Regions from separate parts of the Mus musculus genome. Here regions 1 and 3 are each linked to region 2. A link is a contact called in public HiChIP or PLAC-seq and promoter capture Hi-C data. All regions are on one chromosome and are shown on one strand. The core of a region is the stretch at or near the end of the contact, and the rest is flanking DNA. Distances in the headings are between cores, read along the strand shown.

Evidence for each region. Promoter capture Hi-C pulls out the DNA fragments that hold promoters and counts their contacts. HiChIP or PLAC-seq counts read pairs in DNA pulled down with a chosen protein or histone mark.
Region 1: a contact with region 2 is called in a promoter capture Hi-C map of hippocampal neurons, with 4 times the contacts expected there. The contact joins the enhancer-like site here to the promoter of 8030423F21Rik in region 2. A contact is called at or near these places in 16 of 39 promoter capture datasets (the 3T3-L1 cell line, the C10 cell line, the HPC-7 cell line and 9 more), 5 of 484 Hi-C or Micro-C datasets (cerebral cortex and embryonic stem cells), 13 of 115 datasets of contacts at active chromatin or transcription factors (the 230-238 cell line, acute myeloid leukemia, craniofacial prominence and 9 more) and 1 of 9 other capture datasets (embryonic stem cells).
Region 3: a contact with region 2 is called in an H3K4me3 HiChIP or PLAC-seq map of embryonic stem cells, with 22 read pairs. The contact joins the enhancer-like site here to the promoter of 8030423F21Rik in region 2. A contact is called at or near these places in 11 of 39 promoter capture datasets (the 3T3-L1 cell line, 3T3-L1-derived adipocytes, cranial neural crest and 6 more), 3 of 115 datasets of contacts at active chromatin or transcription factors (embryonic stem cells and heart atrium) and 1 of 9 other capture datasets (embryonic stem cells).

Annotation. Positions count from the first base shown.
Region 1 is chr5:52,108,620-52,112,720 of GRCm38.p6, forward strand. It overlaps a transcript of Ppargc1a not described here. Among named protein-coding and RNA genes, the nearest start is that of Gm40302, 20 kb to the right of the region's middle. Within about 2 kb of position 2,567, at least 11 of the 459 cell types and tissues checked have an H3K27ac peak or open chromatin away from gene starts, as enhancers often do. A contact at or near this core is called in the HPC-7 cell line, forebrain and hippocampal neurons, where this site is marked.
Region 2 is chr5:52,617,435-52,621,575 of GRCm38.p6, forward strand. It overlaps 8030423F21Rik (RIKEN cDNA 8030423F21 gene), which reads right to left and starts at 1,577. Exons shown (of 3, transcript NR_045738.1): 1 at 1,453-1,577.
Region 3 is chr5:52,230,529-52,234,397 of GRCm38.p6, forward strand. No RefSeq gene overlaps it. Among named protein-coding and RNA genes, the nearest start is that of C130083M11Rik, 16 kb to the left of the region's middle. Within about 2 kb of position 1,858, at least 18 of the 459 cell types and tissues checked have an H3K27ac peak or open chromatin away from gene starts, as enhancers often do. A contact at or near this core is called in embryonic stem cells, where this site is marked.

The DNA of each region.
Region 1 (4,101 bases), core at 1,317-3,816, 510 kb before region 2:
TTCCTATTTCCGCTAGGGCCCCAGGAACAGTGAAGCCAGCGAGAAACATCCTCTCCGTATTGCTGCTGACATCAAATGTCGTCCCTCCCCTTCCCACAGCTACAGTGTGGAAGGACATGATATAAGGGCCCAACCATGAAAAGGCATGAAAGGTTCGTGATGGACAGGAGTATTAGGTGCACAACTCCTTACAGAAGACTCCTGGAAAAACGGGGGGTGATGAGAAAAGCAAGTCTCAGTCTGAATTGAAAACATAACCAAACTGATATGAATTCGTGTCTAAAGGGACATGAATGCATACCTAAATGTGTATGCATACAGTGTGTGTGTGTGAGAGAGAGAGAGAGAGAGAGAGAGAGACAGAGAGACAGAGAGACAGAGAGACAGAGAGACAGAGAGACAGAGAGACAGAGAGAGAGAGAGAGACAGAGAGACAGAGAGACAGAGAGACAGAGAGAGAGAGAGAGAGAGAGAGAGTTTTAATGTATCTGAGTAATTGTAAAATCATTCTTCTTGATTCAGAAATTTGACCAATCTAAAGACTCTGTTTCTCTGACCAGATCAACTATCCAAATCAAATAGAGTAATAAACTCGAGTATCTAGCAAGGCCCATCACCAAGAGGGAAAAAGCATCAGGTGGTTACAGTTGGCTCCACCAAAACAGACAGACAGCTTCACCCCCAAGAATTCTATGTACAATATAAAAGAAAGAAAAGGAAGTGGGGGGTGGGCAGTCATTAATATCAACGACCAGTATCCTCAGCACCCATATAAAAGTCTCCAAACTGGAAGGCAGAACCAGGAGGAGGGATCACTAGGGCTTGCTGGCCAGGCAGTCTAGCTGAACTGTGAGCTACGGGTTCCGTGAGTGACCCTAACTCAAAAAGAATAAGGAGAGAGCAGATGAAGAAAACCCTTGGCATCAACCTTGGGCATCCCACACACATGTGTGCATACCTGCACATACATTTAGGTAAACATACATGAACATGTACATGGGCATATGGCATCAAAAAAAAGTGAAAAGAAAGAGAGGGGATGAAGATTTGGACAAGCAAAGGAGAGGTTCACTATTTGTAAAGGCAAACAGATGGCATCCTCAGAGACTTTCAAGGGATGGGTGTGTAGCCTCACAGTGCTTTTGTGTTGCAGAGAGGAATGGAGTGGAGACAGTAAGAGGAAGCTGGCCTCTGGCTGCCCAACCAGTCCCCACTACTTGCTCCTAACTAGCACTTAATTCTGTCTTGTTTGCATTCTCTGTAAAATGGGAATAACAAGACAAGGCTCTACCCCGTGTTGTTATGGAGACTAAAGGAGTCATACCGGTGTAAAGTGTTTGAAACAGCATTTTAAAAAAAAAGTAGTAGCCACAATCAAAATCCTGTGATCTTGTGTCTATAGAAATTTATAAAGGTGCAGGATATTTTCAAACCAAAGCTACCAAGAGGAAGCTCATCTTACCGGAAGACCGTGGCAACCGATGTATGTCCCGACAAGTCTTTCTTTTTGTTACTGTGCACTGTGTCATGTATGTGTAAACAGACATACATCATACATGGGTGAGTATGCTCATGTGTGCATGCAGAAGCTAAAAGACAGCCTCGGGTATCACGCTCACCAGCACCATCATCACTACTGTCAACACTGTTCCAGAGTTCACTCACTAAGCTGAACTGGCTATGCTGTGAGCCCCAGGCAGCTTCCTGTCTCTGCATCCACAGTATGCCACCATGCCTGTGATGTTTACGTAGGTGCTGGAAATGGAAGTAGATTCCTCCCAGTTGCAAGCCTTAGGTACATCTCTATGGATCTAAACACTGTCATCACTTTAAGAATTGTGGAATAGTCGGAAAGAAAGCATACATATATTCAATTCTACCTGGTGTTTCCTGCTTTGTCTATCTCTATTCCCAGAACTAATGCCAAGCTTCTCCTACTCCTACCAAAAACAAAAGAACAGACAGACGTGTTCAACAACTTACCTACCTATCTTCTGTAATGAGCCTGTATTAAAACTTCTACGTTGCTAGACAAGATGAAGTGCAAAGAGCCCCAAGCACTGAATAACAAAAACTATAGAGCCAAATTCAACAGGAACCCTGCCTGCTCTGCAAAGATGCATCTGGGCTGTTCTTCCAGGGAGGCCATTTTCTATTGAAAGCTCAGAGGTTGATGGTGCAGGAGGCAAAAGAAAGTTAAAATGCATAGTCACACCAGATAGTGATGCATCTTTCACAAACTTGGGGGTTAAGCTACCAGGGAACCAAGGAACTGTCCGATCAGGTGAGGAAAGTCAGATGTCAGGCCTCTCTGGGACACCCACGCAATCAGCTAATTGGCTTCATTTTTCACTTTCAACTGATTGATTCTGTATCATACAGACCTGGCCTGCTTCGATCTGGGCTGACATAGTGGCAACTAATAAGGTGACCCAGGTCCTAAAAGCAAGCAGATAATGGCCAAGGATGGAGCCTGACCGCTTAAACAACTCCAGGGGAGAAGCCCAGGCTGAAAGGCAAAACATAAAAAGAGAAAGCTGAGGGCTGGAAGCTTGCTCTGCTGCCATCCCTAGGCGTGAAACTGTAAATTAAAGAACGGGCTGCCGTCTGCTGCACTGAGCCAAAGCAGACACATCTCACAGATACACTTTAATTGGGGGTTTCATTCTAACTGAAACAGGTTCCTCCTCAGCAGATGCTTCCCCCCCCCACACACACACACACACTCCACTCCTGCCCACACACACACACACACACACACACACACACACACTTGTGGTTTGTTTTGCACATTGGAAAGCCCATGCAAAAATACCTGCAGCATGGTCTCAGAAACAGGATGGAATCTCCCAGTTTCTAAATGGCAACAGATGTAGTTTCGGCTCTAATACACATTAGACTCTTTCTCTCTCTCTCTCTCTCTCTCTCTCTCTCTCTAAAAAAAAAAAAATCAACAAGCCACCCCCTCCAGCTTCAATAAATGTCACAAAATAACTAAATTCTTTCCTTTCCACGATGATCCGTAGCTGGAGTATTTTTAATGTCTGTTTATTTGCTTGTTTTTGTTTGCCTGGTTTTTATAAGTGAATAAATGACTCGCTACTTTCCAGATTTTCCATCTCGTCCTATTTTTCAACCCCTTGTTTATAATGAACGGTGTCATAATCGTGCTTCTTGTGAAAACGAAAGAAATCAAACAGCCTTGGGATTCCAGGAAAGGAGGTTCTTAGTAGACATGCCTGCCTGCTATTGATGTTGTAAAAAGGTTCCTTTTACATGGTATTAGATGTTGAGAGCACATCATATTGATCTAGAAATAAAAAGCTTGATTTTTTTTAGTACAGCCAACCCTTACCTTCATAAGCACTTTATAACACTAAGAAGTGGGTTTTATTTTTAATTGAGGTAAACAAATTACACTTGAAGAACGATGCTATTTTTAGGGAATGAAGGGTTTGTACGCTTTTTTGGCAGCAATTCAGGTAAAATCATGAATAAGTCTCACTCTTTCAAATTTTGGCCCAGGCCTCTCTCCCCAAGTCAACGCTGCCTGAATCCTGGGATAAAATGTGAAACTATTGCCTTTGTTTTCTCCTTGTCCTCCGTAGGAACAGTAGTTGCAAGCAGTTTTCGTAGTCATTTGCCCATGCTCAGATGCTGAAAGGGCAAACTGGAGCTCAGCAAGGCCTAATGCACACGCTGTATAATTCTCCTTCCTTGAAAATGGTGACGGTGGCTGAGCCGGAAACCTCAAGTCTCCTAAGGCAACGCTCGCCAGCACTTCCCACCGGACAAGCAGAGCTAGGGTAGTGACCGCCCCTTCCTCTAACAATGCTTGTCTTTCGTTTGTTTCTGCACTTTATCTTAAAGTTCATACCGTACCACTGGTGGAAGAAATCAATACTTCAAATCATCTGCTCTCCCCGCCAGCCAATTTCTCTGCACTCAGGTTAGCTCGCTCCCCAGTACCAGTCTGTGAGCTAATCACCATCCACAGAGCAGCACCAGCTGCTTTTTCAGACATTCTTGCCATTTTCTTAGCAACGCGAGTGCCCCTTTCTAGAAGAAAGATGTTGTCTTTGAGGGAGATGCTTTTTCCTA
Region 2 (4,141 bases), core at 327-2,826:
CTACCATCTGCCTGAGTGTGACCAAAGGATGCCTGAGTGACTGGGAATACCATAAAGCCCAGGGGACTGGACCATGGCACCGCTGGTTGCTATGGATACCAAGGCCCATCACCACCATGGGCATCATCAGCATGTGAGAATTGGATCTTAGGGCTGTAGAGTTTAGAGGGGACTGGGTGGAGAAGAGGAGTCTCAGATCCTTTAAATCTGACCACACTGAGTTGATTTAGTCAGATGCATTTTATGCAGAGGCAGTGGGGAGTCTCAGGGTACAGATAGCCAATGGCCAGATGACCCCCAGTTTCAATCCCTCTTTCCTAAGTGGATGGCCCTGAACAACTAATTAACCTCTCTGTGTCTCTCTTCTCCGTCTTTAAAGCGATGGTAGCACTGATTCTCCTGCATCTCTAGGATTGCAAGGAGGACTCTGCGCCAATCTGTATAACACAGGGCTCAGAACCGTGACTAAGCCCTGCTGCTTGCCGCACCCTTCAGTGCCATGGAGGAGGAGTATAGGAGGGGCTCAGACTTCATGTTGACCCTCTTCCCTGTGTGAAATGGCCACAGGTCTCCTCCCACCAGGGACCCTGGCCCTTCTCAGGCCCCCACTCCATCTTAATGATAAGCTAGTGGCCACTTGCTTGGAGGCTGTGGGATCTGTTCAGAGTGTCACTGTCACCAGGCCCTTGACAGGGTGCAGCAGCTGCAGAGGGTACAGAGAGAGGTGGCAGGCTCTGTGTTCCTGAGCAAATCACTCAGCCTCCGTGTGCACAGCACCACGTCTATAAAACCGTAACAGCACATCTCTCAAGGACATCTCATTTCCAAACTGCAGGACTTTTCCCTATGGAAATCATGATCTCTGAGTCAAGGTGGCCGCCCCCAGTCTTCTGGCCAGGTGTCTGACTTCCCCAGGGCTCAAGGAGAGCACTCTGGCCTCTCAGGTCTGCCTCCTGTTGTGTCCTGCCCACCTCAGGCCGCACGCACGCCCCCTCTCTGCAGTCTCCCTCCAGGTTGCACTAACGTGCAAAGAAGGGGCTGTGGTTAAAACCCGGACATTCCCCCGAGGATCAGGGTGGCAAGGCCCAGTGCCTTCTTGCAACAGCCCTGCTTCCCAGGGAGAGAGGCCTTTTCCGAGGCGACAACTTTGAGCATGGCGCAGCTGCTCCTGGCGTGCCAAAGCCGGGGCGCGCAGACGCGCGGCGGGTGGCAGTCATTAACCGGCTGTCAGGTTCCTCGGCTGATGCAGCTAAAAATAGCGCGCTATAGATAGCAGCCTCCCCCGCGACTGCAGCCCGCACCCCATCCCCAGATCCGCGCCGCCCGGCACCCCGAGGAGACCGCGCCACCAAGCTCAGCTATTTATAGAACCCACACCTCAGCACTTTCCACCCACCATACAACCATTTCAGCTGCTCCGATGAGAAAAGAGCAGCCTGGGCCGCCACTTACTCCGGTGTGCAATCACATCTAGGGCCAGGGAGTCCTGATGTTATAGGAAACCTCCAGGCAGACTCAGATTAAAGATCAATGGCCACATAAAACGTAAGCAGTCAGTTTCGCGGCGAACAAGTCCTGGTAATACAGAGTTGTTTCAGTGAATAAACTCGGAGAGCTGTGTAGCCCCACCCCCCATGTTGATTAGCCCCCTGGCGAAACCCTGAATGCTTGAAGTAAGGGGCAGGCAGGGAAGGGGGGAGTGGGGCTGGAGACAGACACGGGGTGGGGTGCAGGGGGGGGGGGAGAGAAAGGAGAGGAAGAGGAAGGGGAGAAGAGAAGAATTAGGAATGAGAAGAAGCCATAAAGAAATAGAGATGGGAAGAGATAAAAAAAAAAAAAAATAGAAGGACAAAGAGGATGGGGATAAGGACAGGGAAAGAAGACTGGGAGGTGGCAGAGCAGTTAAGTGCACCTGCTGCTCTCCCAGAGGACCTGAGTTCGATTCCCAGCACCCACATGGTGGTTCACAACTAACCATAACTGAAAGCCCAGGGAATCTGACACCCTCTTCTGACATCCTCAGATACGGTGGTACACAGGCACAGGCACAGGCACACATACTGACGAAACATTATGCACATAATTTTTTTAAAGAGAGAGAAAGGGATAGATGGAGAGAGGTAAAGAATAGAGAGATGAGGAAAGATGGAGATATATTATGCAGAGAGAGGAAGAGAGATAGATGGGAAAAAAAGAAACATTAAGATTGCAAACATGTCAGAGTGTTCCCTAGCCCTTCTCCTAATGCCCTCAACCGAATTTTTTCTTCCCACCTGATCACTTTACTGATTCATCAAGACAAGTATAAATCATATTTCCAAATTTTGGTGAGCCCAGCAGCTAGATAGGCACTGACATCTGTCAAGGAAGAGGGCACTGGGCCTTGCCACCCTGATCCTCAGGGGAATGTCTGGACCCTAACATGGCCCCTTCTTTGCATGCTAGTGCGGCTGACTTGGAGTCAGTTCCTACCTGCCACCCCCAGCTTTGGGAATCTAGAACAGGTGCCTCAGCCTTCAAAAGTCTGGTTTCCTGGGCAGAGCGTCCTGCCCATCTTACAGCACTGGGGTGAGGCCATAGAAGGCATAGAAGGCCTGCAGGCCAACCACTGCTCAAGGCCACAAGCTCTGAGAATGAAAGACCAATGTGGATGTTGTGGACATCACCCCTGGCAAACAGTCTTCAAGATGCATGGCACACCCCCATGTTTTCCCCCATTCTGTTGTGTCCCCCGTGATCCATTTCTGTGAATCCCAGTGGCCCAAAACAAGACCCCTGGGAAGAAGTTTTGAGGACCTGGGCAGAACCTGGGTGGTGAATGGAGACATCTCTCAGCCAAATCTTTGAAGTCTCAAAACCCTTGGTTGAATCTGGACCTGTAGACATGGGTACTTGGTCAGGGAGTAGCTAGGTAATGCTCTCCCAGAACATCTGGATCCAGCATTGGCTCACATGTCTCAGAAGTCACCTCCTGGTCCTGCCCAGGAAACTAGGCATGAATTCTTGTGCACTGAAACCCAATCTGCATGCTTGCATGGCTTTGCTAACAACAGCTGACTGGTCACTAAACAAGATGGAGGCAGACCTCCAGCTTTCCAGGGCCATTGTACTATTCCGTGTTTAACTCTCACCTGCTTTTCCCCATGTCTAGACCCCTCATTCTCAAATTGAGGTGCCTCATATCATCACACCCGAAACAGCTCCCCATTGACCCAACCCTACTGCCTCTTTCCCTAAATCTACTTTCTAACAGATTTCCCAGGTGAGGACCAAAGACGGCGATCCAAGAACATCACCCCAGTCAGGAAAGATGAAGGATATATATAAATGTCCTGTGACATTTTATATGAAGTCTCCAGGCACACAGTCTCTGAAACTAAGAAATCAGTGTGACAATATGTACTCACTGATAAGTGGATATTAGCCCCAAACCTAGGATACCCAAGATATAAGATACAATTTGCTAAACACATGAAACTCAAGAAGAATGAAGACTGAAGTGTGGACACTATGCCCCTCCTTAGAATTGGGAACAAAACACCCATGGAAGGAGTTACAGAGACAAAGTTTGGAGCTGAGATGAAAGGATGGACCATGTAGAGACTGCCATATCCAGGGATCCACCCCATAATCAGCATCCAAACGCTGACACCATTGCATACACTAGCAAGATTTTATTGAAAGGACCCAGATGTAGCTGTCTCTTGTGAGACTATGCCGGGGCCTAGCAAACACAGAAGTGGATGCTCACAGTCAGCTAATGGATGGATCACAGGGCTCCCAATGGAGGAGCTAGAGAAAGTAGCCAAGGAGCTAAAGGGATCTGCAACCCTATAGGTGGAACAACATTATGAACTAACCAGTACCCCGGAGCTCTTGACTCTAGCTGCATATATATCAAAAGATGGCCTAGTCGGCCATCACTGGAAAGAGAGGCCCATTGGACTTGCAAACTTTATATGCCCCAGTACAGGGGAACACCAGGGCCAAAAGGGGGGAGTGGGTAGGCAGGGGAGTGGGGGTGGGTGGGTATGGGGGACTTTTGGTATAGCATTGGAAATGTAAATGAGCTAAATACTTAATAAAAAATGGGAAAAAAAAAGAAATCAGTGTGAAATGGCGGCGGGGATGTACACTGTGC
Region 3 (3,869 bases), core at 608-3,107, 390 kb before region 2:
CAGGGACAGTGGTTGTTGTTTCCTCCATCCACACGTGGACCTCCATGGAGACAGGGTTGACTGGCGCATCATCAAAGTTGAGTTCACGGTGGTTTCCAAGGAAGCTCGGTGCACAGTCACAGAAGTAAGCCCCAAGAGCATCCTGACACGTGGCACTGTGCAGACACGTCTGGGATCCTTGGAAGGAACTTGGATGACTCAGCCAGGAACACACACATAATGGTTGATTGCTCAGTGGTATAGTAACAGAACAGAAGAAAGTCCTAAGTCTTTTCAAATGCCTGACAGGTAGGTAGCGTTGGGGTTGGTGGAAGTTAATGGTCTGTTAAAGCATTCCAAAATGATAGTCAAAGGGATATTAGGTCAGACACAGAGTTGGGTAATAAATGTCTATTAAAAGGCAGCTAAAGATAGCCAAAGACAATTTAGCGCTGGGCCTGCAACATTCCAACCCTCCACAATCACTAAAGTTCTGGTAGTCAATCAGCATTGTAAGATTTTAAACAGAAGCTGGACTTCTCCCCCTGGGAACTTCTCAAAACAGTAGGTATCAGACAAAACAAACAGATATTTTAAAATTCACGTAAAGCAAAAGTGACAAGGAACCCAGAGTAGCTTAATGCAAAGACTTGCCAAGGACAATGGTTTGTTTGTTTGTTTGTTTGGGTTGGGTTGGGTTTTTTTTTTTTTTTTAAAGAGTCAAAGTGAACAAAATTGAAAGAATTCTCTGTCACCTTTGAGGTTCCATGCTAAAGGTGTCACATGCTGTACTGCCCGTGGGACCTGCAGTGCATTTTCTTAATTAGTTATTGGTGGGGAGGGCCCAGCCCATTGGAGGTGGGGCCACCCCTGGGCAGGTGGTTCTAGAGTGCTATAAGAAAGCAGACTGAGCAGGCCATGAGGAGCAAGCTGTGTTGTTTGTACTCCTTAAGAGCTTGTCTTGTGTCAGGAGCCATCTAGGATAGGCTAAAGCTGCCAGGTGGGGCTCCTGAAAGATGGCCCACCATTTTTGAATGGTCTTCAATTGATGATCTCAATGGCAAGGTCCCAAAGAGACTTGATCTCAGGATTGTGTCTTTCAACTGATAAGCCTTTCCTGTCATTATTAAATTAATATAATAATCCCTGGGCGTTAGCCCATCCTATTGATCAGGTTTCCTGCAGATCAACATAAAGATGAACTTCTATGAATTAATGCTGTTTAGATATATGATACATGTGTTCTCCAATATACATATTCTTAGGGTTTCATTACTGTGAAGAGACACCATGACCAAAGCAACTCTTATAAAAGCAACCATTTAATTGGGGCTGGCTTACAGTTTCAGAGGTTTAGTCCATTATTGTCATGGTGGAAAGCATAGCAGTGTGCCGGCAGACAAGAGTGCTGGAGGAGCTGAGAGGTCTACATATGGATCCAAAGGCAGCCAGGAGGAGGAGGAGGAAGGTCTCTTCTGTACTGGGTGGAGCCTAAGCATAAGACTTAAAAGTCCACCTAAACAGTGATGAACTTCCTTCAACACCTCCTCCTAGTAAGCTGCACCTACTCCGACAAGGCCACACCTCCTAATAGTGCCGCTTCCCTTGGGTCAAAACTTTCAAGCATATTCAAACCAACAAACAAGCATGAAGCACGCACATGTGTGGGCAAGCGTGTGTGTGTGCGCACACACACACACACACACACACACACACACACGCACACACACACACACACACACACACACACACACACACACACACTTCCAGAGAAGTGAAATACAGAGCTAAAAACTACAACCTCAACCCTCTAGCACCAGACAGGGAAGAGCTCTGTGAGTCTGCAGTTTCAGACTCTAACCTGGGTGTGGTTCCTGGAGGAGTCTGGGCATGACTCCCTGAGGGGAGGTTGGAAGAGTCTATGTGGAAATCTTGACTGGTTATTTACTTTCCCCTCTGGTTTCTTTCTAACCTGTACTCTCCCCACTCCCAAACCTGCCTGGTAGACAGCGTAAGACTGTAGGGAAACAAAACAAAAAATAAAACAAAACAAAACCCATAATGCCAATGAGTAGATTTAATGGCTTCTTGACACTCCCGCAGATCAGGATCTTTTCTTCAGTCTCCGTTCATCATATATAAAGCAGGAGCAATGTGAAGGTGTACTGAGTATAATTGATTATACATTGTTGGCTAATCCAGAGAGCACACCAAACCCAGACAGCAGGGCCAAGCACCTGTAAGCACTGTGACTGCCTCCAGGAGGATGTTTAATGCAAAACGGAATGGGTCTCTGTTCCCTGGGGAACTTGATCAGCTCTTCCTTGCTTCACTTCTCTCTAGCCCCAGCTTCTGCTCTGTTTCTTTGCTTTCATTTTCCTCCATCTTGATGCTGGTATGATCCTCATGGAAACAAAGCATCTTTGATTGTCTTTTGATTTCAGTTCTCTTTTCTCATCTTCCCTTCATTCTGTTTTCCTTTAAATGCTCATTTTTTAAATTGTCTTTTTAGGGTTTTTTTTTTTTCTTTTTTTCTTAAGACAAAGTTTCTCTGTGTAGCCCTGGCTGGACTGGTATTCACTCTGTAGACCAGACTGGTCTTGAACTCAGAGATCTATCTGCCTCTGTCTCCCGAGTGCTAGGATTAAAGGTGTGTGCCACCACCATCTGATCTCTATTTCCCTTCTAATGCCAGAGTTACATGAAATAGAAACAGAGGGACATTGCTTTTATTGTATTTTAAGTTAAAAAAAAAACCTTCAAAATTTCTTTACAAGAAGTCTAATTCAGACAATGCATTATTTCTAAAGATTCCTTAGCTCTCTCTTAAATTATTTTTTAACAAGTCTGTTCTTTGCAAGTTAGCTGTGTGTGTGCCTCTTCTAATGTGTACCACCAGGCCCTCAGCTTTTAAATTTTTCAAAAATATCTATCTTTCTATCCATCTATTTCTATCTATCCATCCATCCATCCATCCATCCATCTATGTATCTATCTATGTATGTATGTATCTGTGTATCGATCTATCTATCTATTCATCCATCGATTCATTCATTCATATATGTATGTATGTATGTATTCATCCATCCATCCATCCATCCATCCATCCATCCATCCATCCTTCCACCCATTTGTTATCTATTTGTGGGGTCAGACCATGATGCACATGTGGAGCTCAGAGGACAACTAGCCAAGGTGCTGCTCTCCTTTCATCTCCTGAGTTCTGGGGATCAAGCTCTGGTTCTTAGGTTTAGTGCCAAGTGCTTCCATCTTGCCAACCCTCAATTATTAGTATATATTAATTATATATAATAACTTTCCTTATGACAATTTCATACATGTACACAATATACTTTGATTCTATTCATCCCATCATCCTGTCTTGTATCCCACCTTCTCCTACTGACTCCCTTTTCTTCCTCCACAATGACTTACCTTCCACTCTTCTGTTTTGAATTTATTTAAATACTTATCAAGGGATGTATGTGTTGCACATGTGTAATTCTAGGTCCTGGGCATACAGCCAAAACTAAATCAACACAAATCATGGTTTAGGTTCTCGTGAGCTCGCTTCCTAGGGGGAAGGAGGCTACAGAGGAAAGGGTGTCAGGCTTCCCCTACCCCTGCTCCCCTGCTCATATCCCCATGTCTGATCTCTCCTTCTCCTGCTATGACTGGCCTATATCTCATTTCTTGGGCTGCCTTCTTATTGGAAAGGTTTGTTCCTCTGGTTGATTTGTAAACACCCTGGTTGGCTCCAGATAGGATGCAGGCAGCTAGCTAGCTCCCTTCCTGGTGGATGCTGCATAGTTTTCCTAGGTGCCCTTGGCCCTCTCCAAGCTGGGCGTATCTTCTGCCTGGTCCTCAAGTCCCTATCTTTGGTGGAAGCC